Linked DNA regions of Mus musculus: region 2 is linked to region 1. A link is a contact called in public HiChIP or PLAC-seq data. All regions are on one chromosome and are shown on one strand. The core of a region is the stretch at or near the end of the contact, and the rest is flanking DNA. Distances in the headings are between cores, read along the strand shown.

Region 1 (5,345 bases), core at 477-2,976:
CACAGGGAGGAGGAAAAGAGCCTTTTAACTGCCTACAAAACAAAGCCCCGTGAAACCGAGCTTATGGAAAGACTGCAAGTGGCTGTCAGTCTGATACCACTGCCTAAACTAATGTGGCTGAAGGTGCATTTGTGTCTTAATGGGGGAGGGGAGCCCTCCCTTCTTGCTTGGTCAAGCCTCCTTAGAAAGCAGTCACCACGCTGGGCACCTCTTTGGAGGGGTCCATTGGTAGGGTCTGTGAAGAGATAGGGGTTGAGAGACTGGAAACACTTTCTTTATGAGATTTGACAAGTTACATCTCTGCATCTTGGCTTCCCCAAATGGTCAGACTACAAGGATTAAACGATGATGTGACCCTGGCAGCACCAGAGTTAGTGTCAATCATGTCAGTGGTAGCCTAGGTAACACTGACTGTCCCACTGTGAGAACTCTTCAACTAGCACCTAGAAAAACTCTGGCCAGAGATACTATATAGGGGATGCAAGTTGTCACAGGCAGATGAGTTCTGCTGGCTCCTTCGTCTCTAGGCTTCCACTAATTCTTTGTGCATTTGAGTTCTTTGGATGACAGAGGTAAGAGATAGCAGTGCAGTCTTGAGGCAAGAAAAGCCCCAGGGCTGCTGGGCCTGAACAGAGATATCCCGAAGGCATAGGGTTTGAGGGACTCCTCGGTGAGGAGAGCAAGCTGCCGCCCATAGAGGTTTGGTAGGCTAATTAATATCCTGCTCTGCTGGGTCTGTGGGGCTTTAGCAATCAAAGGGGCTGGGGGGCAGAAGAGATGAATGTCCCATGAAGCAGCTGGTGAAGTGACAGGTCAAGCATCTGGCTATCAATGGAGGAGAGCAAGTTTCCTCATACGGCACCACGAGTGCCCAGGTTTCCCTTTCTTTCCTTCCCCCTCACAGGCATACCAAAAAGCCCCGGTGCATGGTATTACACAGACCCTTCTGAGCTGGGGGTCAGATGGTCCAGCTCTTCTTAGCAGCCAGGTGACTCTGGATAGGTCATCTTCATTGTCTTTCCTGATATGTCAACACATAAAGAATTACAACCTCCATATCTCACATAAGAGTTTTGAGGCTTAAAAACATCAAATGAGCTTTATAAACTATAAAGTCCTAGCCAGTGAATAATATATGGTAACGCCATTGTTTTTGTTTAAATAAGAGTAAATCTACAGTGTGAGAACTACATGTATCAATGGAAAAGATATTGCTAACTAGTTTCCTGTCATCTTGTGCACACGGAGGGTAGTTCTTGTGTGGGGGATTTGGGGTTGGGTTAGACCATGCCTTCTCTCTATACATCACTGCCTTAGTTTGGGCAAGATCCACTCAATTGCAGATCACTGGCCTGAGAGAGAAACGTAGCCCATGAGGATCTATGGGGGTTTTGCTGAAGGTACATCTAATTTCCCACCCTGTGGCTTTTGTTAGACAGACTGGCAGAGGAGCTCCTATCTAAGTGAGGCCCCAACAGGATGGAAAGCTGAGGAAGGAAAGACATTGAGTGACTCAACTTTTGAGAATTGTTGGCTTAACACCAGCTGCCCCCACCAGGAGGAAGGCCTGTGCTTGCTCAGCATATCTGAGACAGGAAATTGGGAAAGGGTCCCAGGGTCTGGCCCCAGGAAAGGGGCCAGGCCAAGCTCCTTGCTGGCCACGCCACAGAACTATTCTGATCAGCTCCCCCAGGCCTTGCTTCCCCGGTCCAGTACTCCAGGGAGAATGAAGCAGCAGGAAGGAATGTGGTCAGGAGGTTGTAGAGCAAAGGGGACAGTATGTTTTCAGCACCTTGAGACCTTTCAGTTGCCACTGCCCCTTTCCTTCCTCTGCAAGGGTATAAAAGGTATCCAGGAATGAGATGATGCCCCTTCCTTCCCAGGGGAATTACTCTTGGGCAAAGACCACTGCCTGGATAGTGGCCCTTCCATAACCTGAGGACACCAGAAATGGTCCGTGGGGGCCACAAGTCCTATGGGGGCTCTGAGGATCAGGTCACCCTAGGTCAGAATGTCAGTTTTGAGTGATTAAAGATGTCCATGAAAGTAAAGACAATCCCAAAATAACTGGTTTCTCTTAATAGTTCGTTAAGGGATCTAGTCACTGGTGGCTTTATCTGAACCTGCCCCCAATCTCCTGGAGTTCTCAGCTTCTACTCACTGGGGAACACGTTCTCTCAAGCCGGGCCTGCTGTGGGAAGCAGGAAGGCCTTGGTTTGTCCTAACTTTACCTCTTAGAACAAGTGAAACAGTCCTGATATGGGATTGAAGGGATGGTTGTGCCTCTCCCTAATCGTCCAGCCCTGGAGGCTGTTCTCAGAGTGAAGAGATCCCCTCTCATCTTGGTCTCCTTGTACAAGTTCACAGAAAAATTTATCATATATGTATGAGTGTTTGCCTACATATATGTATGGGTGCCGTGTGCATGCTTGGGGCCCACAGAAGTTAGAGAAAAGTATCTTTAATCCTTGCAGATAGCTGTGAGCTAGGAACTAGAGGGGGCCCTCTGCCAGAGCAGCCAGTGCTCCTAAGCACTGAGCCATTGCTCCAACACCTCCCACCCCAGTCCTTTTATTCTAAGTTTTTCCCACTACCTCTCCCAGGTCTGGTGGTTACACTCAGCCTGGAGCACAGTACTCTAGTTCTGGAAGGTTCTGAGAGCTACTTGCCTCATCAGCCCCCACCCATCCTGTCACCACCTCCCCACCCAGTAAGTAGCTTATCCTGCTGAAATCTGAACATTAATGTGACAGTCACATGGTCCCGAGCAGCAGTTGCTGCTCTCAGTATCGGCGAGTTGATTCCTTAATACAAGGTCAAAGCCTGTCTTCCAGCAGATTTGCCTCTGGGACCATTTCTAATCCGTGACGGCATCAGAAAGCTAAAGACATTGAGTCATAGCCTTCTGGAAACAGCTGGTAGTCAACTGAAGCTCCTTTAGCTTATGTTGTTTGGTCTGAGACAGAGGTCCATGTATACTAAGCTAACATCAAATCTGCTGTATAGTGAAGGATGACCCAGAGCTTTTGATTCATATATCTCCACCGAAAGAAGGCTGAGATTACAAGGGAGCCACCACACCTGGCTTATGCCTATGCTGGAGACTGATCCCAAGGCACGCACGCTTGAGTCGTGGTATACAAGTACTCTGCCAGCTGAACTACATCCTCTGTTGCCACAGCTCTCTTACTTTTGTCCATAAAGTAGATGAGCCACAAGCCCCAACATCCTGGCCTCTCCTCTCAGTTGGAATCCATCCTGTTATATTACCACCCTTGGACTAGAAGCAACATTCAGTGTGTTTTCTGATCAGTTCAGGCAGTGAGAGAGAGAGAGCGAGCTTCACTTTTTCCCAGATGCACATCAATGCAGGTCAATGCTTCCCAAGGCCTGGTCTTAAACTTGGTCTCTATGGACCTCATCCACAAGCCAAACAGGGAGCTGGTAAAATATATAACAATGGGGTGCCAGAGAAAGACCAGGACCAGATTCACTGAATCAGCACCTGAAATTCTGGCCACCTGAAGGTGGGAGTCTAGGAAGCAGCTCCAGCTCTCCGCAGCCCCAGCTTCAGGCCTGTCTCAGATCCTGGTGATTCATCTCACACTTCTCAGGGGTTTCTCAATTGTCAAGCTGTTCTTGACATAGTCAGTGGTCCTGGGTACTAGGTTTTTCCTAAGCCCTAGAGATGGAAGCAGTAAGCAAGTTTCTACTCTAAATGACTGAGTATGTTTGGGGGATGGGACAGCAGGGGTACCAGGCAAAAGGCTAAGTATGAACCACAGAGGCTCTGCAATCATTGGCCACAAGGTGTCACTGCCACCCTGAGAACAGCATACCACTGTAGAGGTTTCATTGCATGGGACAGCCTGGAGGTTAATATTCCAGCCAGGCTGAGACCTAGTCATTGACAGCCAAATGGAGCTTTGTTGTTGACCGCTCGCTCTGCTTTTGGTGATGTGGTCAATGCCTCCCTGACTCTTGGGAGGATGCACAGTGGTTAGCTAGCTTATGTTTTCCAAGTCACAGTTCTGTCCTGGTCCTCTTCTATATTACTGGGCAAAGAGCAAATCATGGGGCTATGTGATTCAAGCTGTAAGTTCTTTCTCATTCAGCCTGTGGTTGCATGGTCACAAATGAAGCTAACAAGAGTGGCTTGGGTGAGGAGTGGCATACATGACACATGCAGGGGTTTGGCAGGAGATGTGACATGTAGGCTGGGACCCAGGCAATGATTCTTGATTTATAGCTCTTCTGTTTGCATGCTACCAAGGGTCCCTTAGGATCCTGACATTAATCCCAAATAGGATGAGAGGGCCATCAAAGGTGCTGATTACAAATGGGGACACATCATCAGTCATGTTCTGTGTCACCTACAGGGGCAGAGGTAGCATAAGAAAAGCAAGTTAGGATAGGAATTCAGTAACAGGTCATTATAAATGACAAAGGTAAACTATTCCTAAATGCAGAGGTATTAAAATTAGATTTATATTTGTTATTGTAGTTTACCTTTTCTACAGACAACAGAGTGCAACTTGGGCAAACTGCTCTCAACCACCTTTTTTAGAGCACCTGTGATGTTCAGTCATGTGCTGCATAACAATATTTAGGTCAATGATTGGCCACATATATGCTGGTGGGCTCATGAAATCACATCGCCTAGTGATGGCCTCTTAGTTTGTCTAGGCCTGCACTGTACTGATGAAGTCACATGAGATCCCACCTGGAGAGCCCTGTGTGACTATAGTCAGTGGCTGCTAGATTCTGGATGCTTTCTAAGCCCTTTAGATGAAATGATGAGCAGATTCCTGTTTACAAAGAGCTTGCATCCTGGCAGGAGTGAAGAACAAACAAAGAGGGAAGAACAATCTCTCCTGATAGAAAGTAGAAAACCACAACTCCAGGAGGAGAGGCAGCAGCTGCTGAGCAGGCGGCATCTTTGGATGATTGAAGAATGTTAGTTATACTGTGGTGAAAGTTTCTTTACCAAAACAGTGAGCCGTGCCAAAAACAAAAGAGGGAAATCATTTTAGGGAGAGGCTACAAGAGAGGCATAGGCCATTGAGATCGGCATTGCTACGACAGGAACACAAAATGTAAGAGGGCACGTGGGCGAAAGGTAAGTGAGAACCTATGTAAACAGCCTGGGGAAATTTAGGCAAAGGGTGTTGGTGGAAAAGCAAGAACTGTGTGATTCACAGTGGACCCCTTAGACCGCATGTATCAGTTTGCCATCTAGGGTGGGAGGGATGTGTGGATAGCTCAATCGGATCAGTTAGGCTTAGGTAATGAATTCCCAGCAATGACTCTGAACAGTGACGCTCAGGTGACCCTTCTGATTGGTG
Region 2 (4,606 bases), core at 806-3,305, 120 kb before region 1:
GTTTGCAAGACCAAGGAGCCTCTCTTCTCAATGATGGCCAACTAGGCCATCTTCTGATACATATGCAGCTAGAGACACAAGCTCTGGGTTACTGGTTAGTTCATATTGTTGTTCCACGAATAGGGTTGCAGACCCCTTTAGCTCCTTGGGTACTTTCTCTAGCTCCTCCATTGGGGGCCCTGTGTTCCATCCAATATCTGACTATGAGCATCACTTCTGTGTTTGCCAGGCACCGGCATAGCCTCATATGAGACAGCTATATCAGGGTCCTTTCTTAAGATGTGTACTATAGAAAAACTAACTTTTATACCAACAGTGACAGGATATAGTTGGTCCAGTCCAGTCAAGAACTTGATGCTGTTGAAAGTTTAGTGTCGGAACTATTGGTGGTAACCACATCACAGTACATGGAGAAGTTGGCTACAATGCTTATGACATTCCCTTTGATGGGGACAGAACATCACCTTGGAGTTTTAGAGAAGCACAGAAGGTGGCTCTGCAGTGAAGATGAAATGAGATGATGGACTGACTGTTCATTTGGGGATATATTTGCAATCAACTGGGTGAAAGGCAAGAAAGACTCCTTCCCCTCCACCCCCCTCCCAGTAGAATTTAGCACCCAGGAACAGAAGTATATGAAAGTATGTATTCTGAGATGCTTGCTATTGCTTTCATTCCAAGCCTGGAAGATAAAACGTGGGTTTACATAATAGTATGGCTTGGCATGATGATTGTAAAACTACCCCACATCTATGACTTAAGGAGAATTGTCACCTTAGTTTAGCACATACTAGTTGCCACTCTCCCAGGCTGATTGTTCTTCAGCAAGATGTGAATCTCAGGGCTGAGTGCTGTGTCAGGCTCAGGGACTCTCATTTGTAAAAGAGTACAAGGTGAGTGAATACAAGGCAGTTTACTCTGGCAATGTACAGTAGTGCCAAGACCTCCAACATCTCCCGTCTTTCCATGTTGGTGTGTAACAATAATTAGAATGAAAAATGAAGTTAATATTTTTTCCTGAGTAATGATTATTAAAGAGATACTGAAGAGTTTCATGAATTCTTTGAACTCCTATCATGCAGATAAATAGTTAAACAAATAAGTTGCTTGAGGGGGGGGTTAGGTTTATTTTGGTTTTGGTGCTTAGGGACTGGACCTCATGCATGCTAAGCATGGATTCTACCACTGAACAGCACATGTATCCCAAGTTCCTAAATAAACTGTGTGTGTTTCTTATTGTGTGGTATTATTTCACTATGAGGTCCAAGGTTGAAAGTCAAATGCAGATATATGTAAATAATCTTAACAAACATCTTGCTCTTGCCACAGATGAGTCCCAAAGGCAAGGCACCCAGATATAAGCCTATAAATTTTTAATTACTGCAAGTTTACTATCATTATGAAAGAAATAGATAAAAATATTTTAAAGAACAAGGCCCACAAAACCAAAAGGAGACAAAAGTGCTCGGCTTTAATTTGTAATACTTAAGGAGAGACTCAGGAATAAGAATGCATCTTCCTCTAAGTAAATAAATTTCTAAGAGTTTTTAAACAATATGTCTTCAGAAAAAAGGTATGTTCTAGAAAAGAATCCTTGTTGTAAACAGAATTCCTCTGAACTTGGGATAATGTGTCAACTTTCATGAAAATCCTACTGTTTTCAAGATTGGCTTGACTTATCAGTGTGTAGGAGGTTATGGTGTCAACAGTATAGAGTGAATTGACTTATTTCTGGTTTTATTTCTCTGGGGGTGGGAGGAGTGAAAGTCATGATTATGGTAATACTCTAAGAACAATCCGGTTATAGTTTCTAAGTTTTCCACAAATGTGTCCTTACTTGAGTCTCTAAATAAACACCTTCCTATTCAACAGATAAAGAAACTGAGGCCTGAAGTCTTTGAGAACTAGCCAATTTTCTGAAAAGACCATAGTTGTTGATTCCTCAGGCAATGCATTTTTCTGGAATTATATAGTAAGTTCTAGAGGTCAGTTAGTAAAAAGCTGAGTATAAGGCGTATCCATGGTACAAGGAAAGGCATTCTCACTGCATGTAATTACACTACTCCCCAGTAACAATCCTTATAGTTCCAGTGAAAGTAACCAAAACAGACCTTGTGGTTTATTAGTCATGCTAAATTTCTCTGGATATTTATTGTAGAAAACTAGCAAAACTAGATCTTGTCAATTGAATTTAAACCTCAGCAGTCACTTCTGGATACAGAAGTGCTTCATTTTTACCATGCTCTCTGGAAGAAATTCAATAACACATTGTTAATACTCGCCTCATACAAAATGATTTCAAAGCTCCATGGGAATTTAGATTTGCACAAGTTATTAGGATGTGACCTTTCCCTTAGATTTCTTATTTTAGGATCAAGTTAACATGGTATTTCCCCAGTGGGAGCTGTTGTACTTCCTTCGCAGATAAGCAATCACAAATTATAGTGAGTAAACTCAGGGAAATCTATATTATTGTGATGCAGATGAAAATGAAATCTTAAAAGGAGCCCACACAACATGTTCTTGGATTTGAAAGGAAAAAGTCATGTGGCTTGCTAACAAAAGAAAACAAAACTCATGCCATTATGGTATTTCCCCGAAATTTATTCCTAATTGTTTCTTGTCCTGGCTACTAAGCCTTGTGACTTTTAAGGTTTATTAAAGATGTTTACGTCACTTAATCTCCTCTGTCCTGCCAAGGAGTATAAAAGGTTAAAAACATCAAATAATTTAAATGATTTCAGATCATAAGAACCAGAGAACAAGGAGTTCATAAGCTTAAAGGAAAAAAATAACTAAAATAAAACGAGAGATGTCACTGCTGTTTCCCTTTAGTCCCATGGAATAACAGTAGCTCTTATATACAACTGTGTGTCATTTGGCAGGAACCAAAGGACAGGCATGCACATACATAATACTCATTTTTATTTTTTAAAGATAAATAAAATAAGGGACAGAGGATAGTGAAAAGACTTATCCCTTAAAAGAGTTAACAATAAAAGGGAATTTCATCCATAATCTATTTTTTCCTGTTCATTTTAATACATTTAAACTATAAATGTTTTTGTCTTAAAATTTCCTCATATCTTTTCTTAACCCTAAAATTATTCTTTCAAATACTAAACATAAATTGAAAATAGTTGATTCTTTAAGGTACCAGGATCCTATCCCCTTAAAATAGTTAATAATATTTTAAAAGATTTATTTATTTTTTATTTTATGTGTATACATGTTTTGCCTGTATGTATGTATGTATGTATGTATGTATGTATGTATGTATGTATGTGTACTGTGTGTGTGCCTAGTACCTAACAAGGCCAGAAGAGGGCATTGGATTCCCTGGAACAGGAGTTGGAGACTATGTAAGGTACCATGTGGGTGCTAGGAATTGAACTCTTAACCATTGAGCAATCTCTCCAGTCCCCAATAATACTTTTTTCATTGACAAAAAAAAATATTTTTGAGACATCATCTCCCTATGCTCAAGATGGCCTTGAACTTGAGATCTTACTGTCTCAGCCTGCTAAGTGCTAGGATTACAGACCTGTATTATCACATTTCACTAAAATAAATATAATTTCAAAGTTGGGTTGTATTCTACTTTGTTAGACCTACATTTTCGGAAGCTGCTATTCATCCTTCTTAGTCACAGTACATGGACTCAGTCATCAGCACATATATCAGTGCTATAATTTATTTAAGTTTGTACAGCCACAGGAAACAGTCTTTGCTATAAAGTAGACTATTGCTTTTATTGGTTGGTAGGGTTGTTTGTTTGACTCTAAGAATGGGGCCCCAGTGCTGTACCTACTAAGACAACACACTACTCTACCACTTCAGAAACATCTCCAAGCCTGACGTTTTTAAAAAAGAAAAACAATAAGAACAACAAAATCACTTGTGTTATATTATTCCTAAACACCTGGCAAGCTCTGTACTCCCCTCATTCTCCACTACCCCAAATCACAAGTTACGCAGGTAAATGCTAATTCATTTACACAAGCTGGTTATGGTGACACATGGGCCTGCAGTCCTAGTATTTATAAGGTGAAGAACAAAGAAAAGGGAAGTCATTTGAACTTTTTTGTTCATTTGTTACTAGAGTACCTTAACAAAGCAAGAACAATATAATTACTCAAGTACTTCCACTAACAAATTCTTAACTGAAGAAGACAACCTTGAAAATTAAATAAATAGGTGCCAGAACATATATGATATATAATAGCATAAGCAGTTATATCATCAAAAAAAAATCAAAACAAACACACAAACAAATTGGATAGCACTTAAAACCTGGCTTAGTAAATTAGGTAATGTCATTAAGGTCACTACAATGAAGAGTCTTGTTACCATGGCAATACATGGAAAGTCAGGCAGTGACTAGAGAAAATGGAAATGTTTGAGCAACTGTAAGACCAGTCAAGCAGGACGTGTAAGTGGATGCCTTATAAGAACTAGGAAAACTATGGGAGAAAAGTTTTTGTGTGATGGTGATAGTTTATTTTAAACATATTTTCACAGCCTTTTAAGAATAAAAGTGTTTTAGAAGGAACTGACAAGAGGAACAAAGGAGACAAATGAATGAATGTACATTGTATTTGTGTTT

The links. HiChIP or PLAC-seq counts read pairs in DNA pulled down with a chosen protein or histone mark.
Region 2: an SMC1A HiChIP or PLAC-seq map of the NIH/3T3 cell line shows a contact between it and region 1, with 2.3 times the contacts expected there. The contact joins two enhancer-like sites. A contact is called at or near these places in 1 of 15 datasets of contacts at CTCF or cohesin (the NIH/3T3 cell line), 2 of 484 Hi-C or Micro-C datasets (liver and peritoneal macrophages), 3 of 115 datasets of contacts at active chromatin or transcription factors (bone marrow-derived dendritic cells, extraembryonic endoderm stem cells and pancreatic cancer cells) and 4 of 9 other capture datasets (adipose tissue, bone marrow-derived macrophages, liver and 1 more).

Annotation. Positions count from the first base shown.
Region 1 is chr6:115,266,557-115,271,901 of GRCm38.p6, reverse strand. All of the region lies in intron 10 of Syn2 (synapsin II), which reads right to left. Among named protein-coding and RNA genes, the nearest start is that of Timp4, 17 kb to the right of the region's middle. Within about 2 kb of position 1,726, at least 38 of the 459 cell types and tissues checked have an H3K27ac peak or open chromatin away from gene starts, as enhancers often do. A contact at or near this core is called in the NIH/3T3 cell line and adipose tissue, where this site is marked.
Region 2 is chr6:115,387,945-115,392,550 of GRCm38.p6, reverse strand. All of the region lies in intron 2 of Pparg (peroxisome proliferator activated receptor gamma), which reads right to left. Among named protein-coding and RNA genes, the nearest start is that of Pparg, 28 kb to the right of the region's middle. Within about 2 kb of position 2,055, at least 13 of the 459 cell types and tissues checked have an H3K27ac peak or open chromatin away from gene starts, as enhancers often do. A contact at or near this core is called in the NIH/3T3 cell line and adipose tissue, where this site is marked.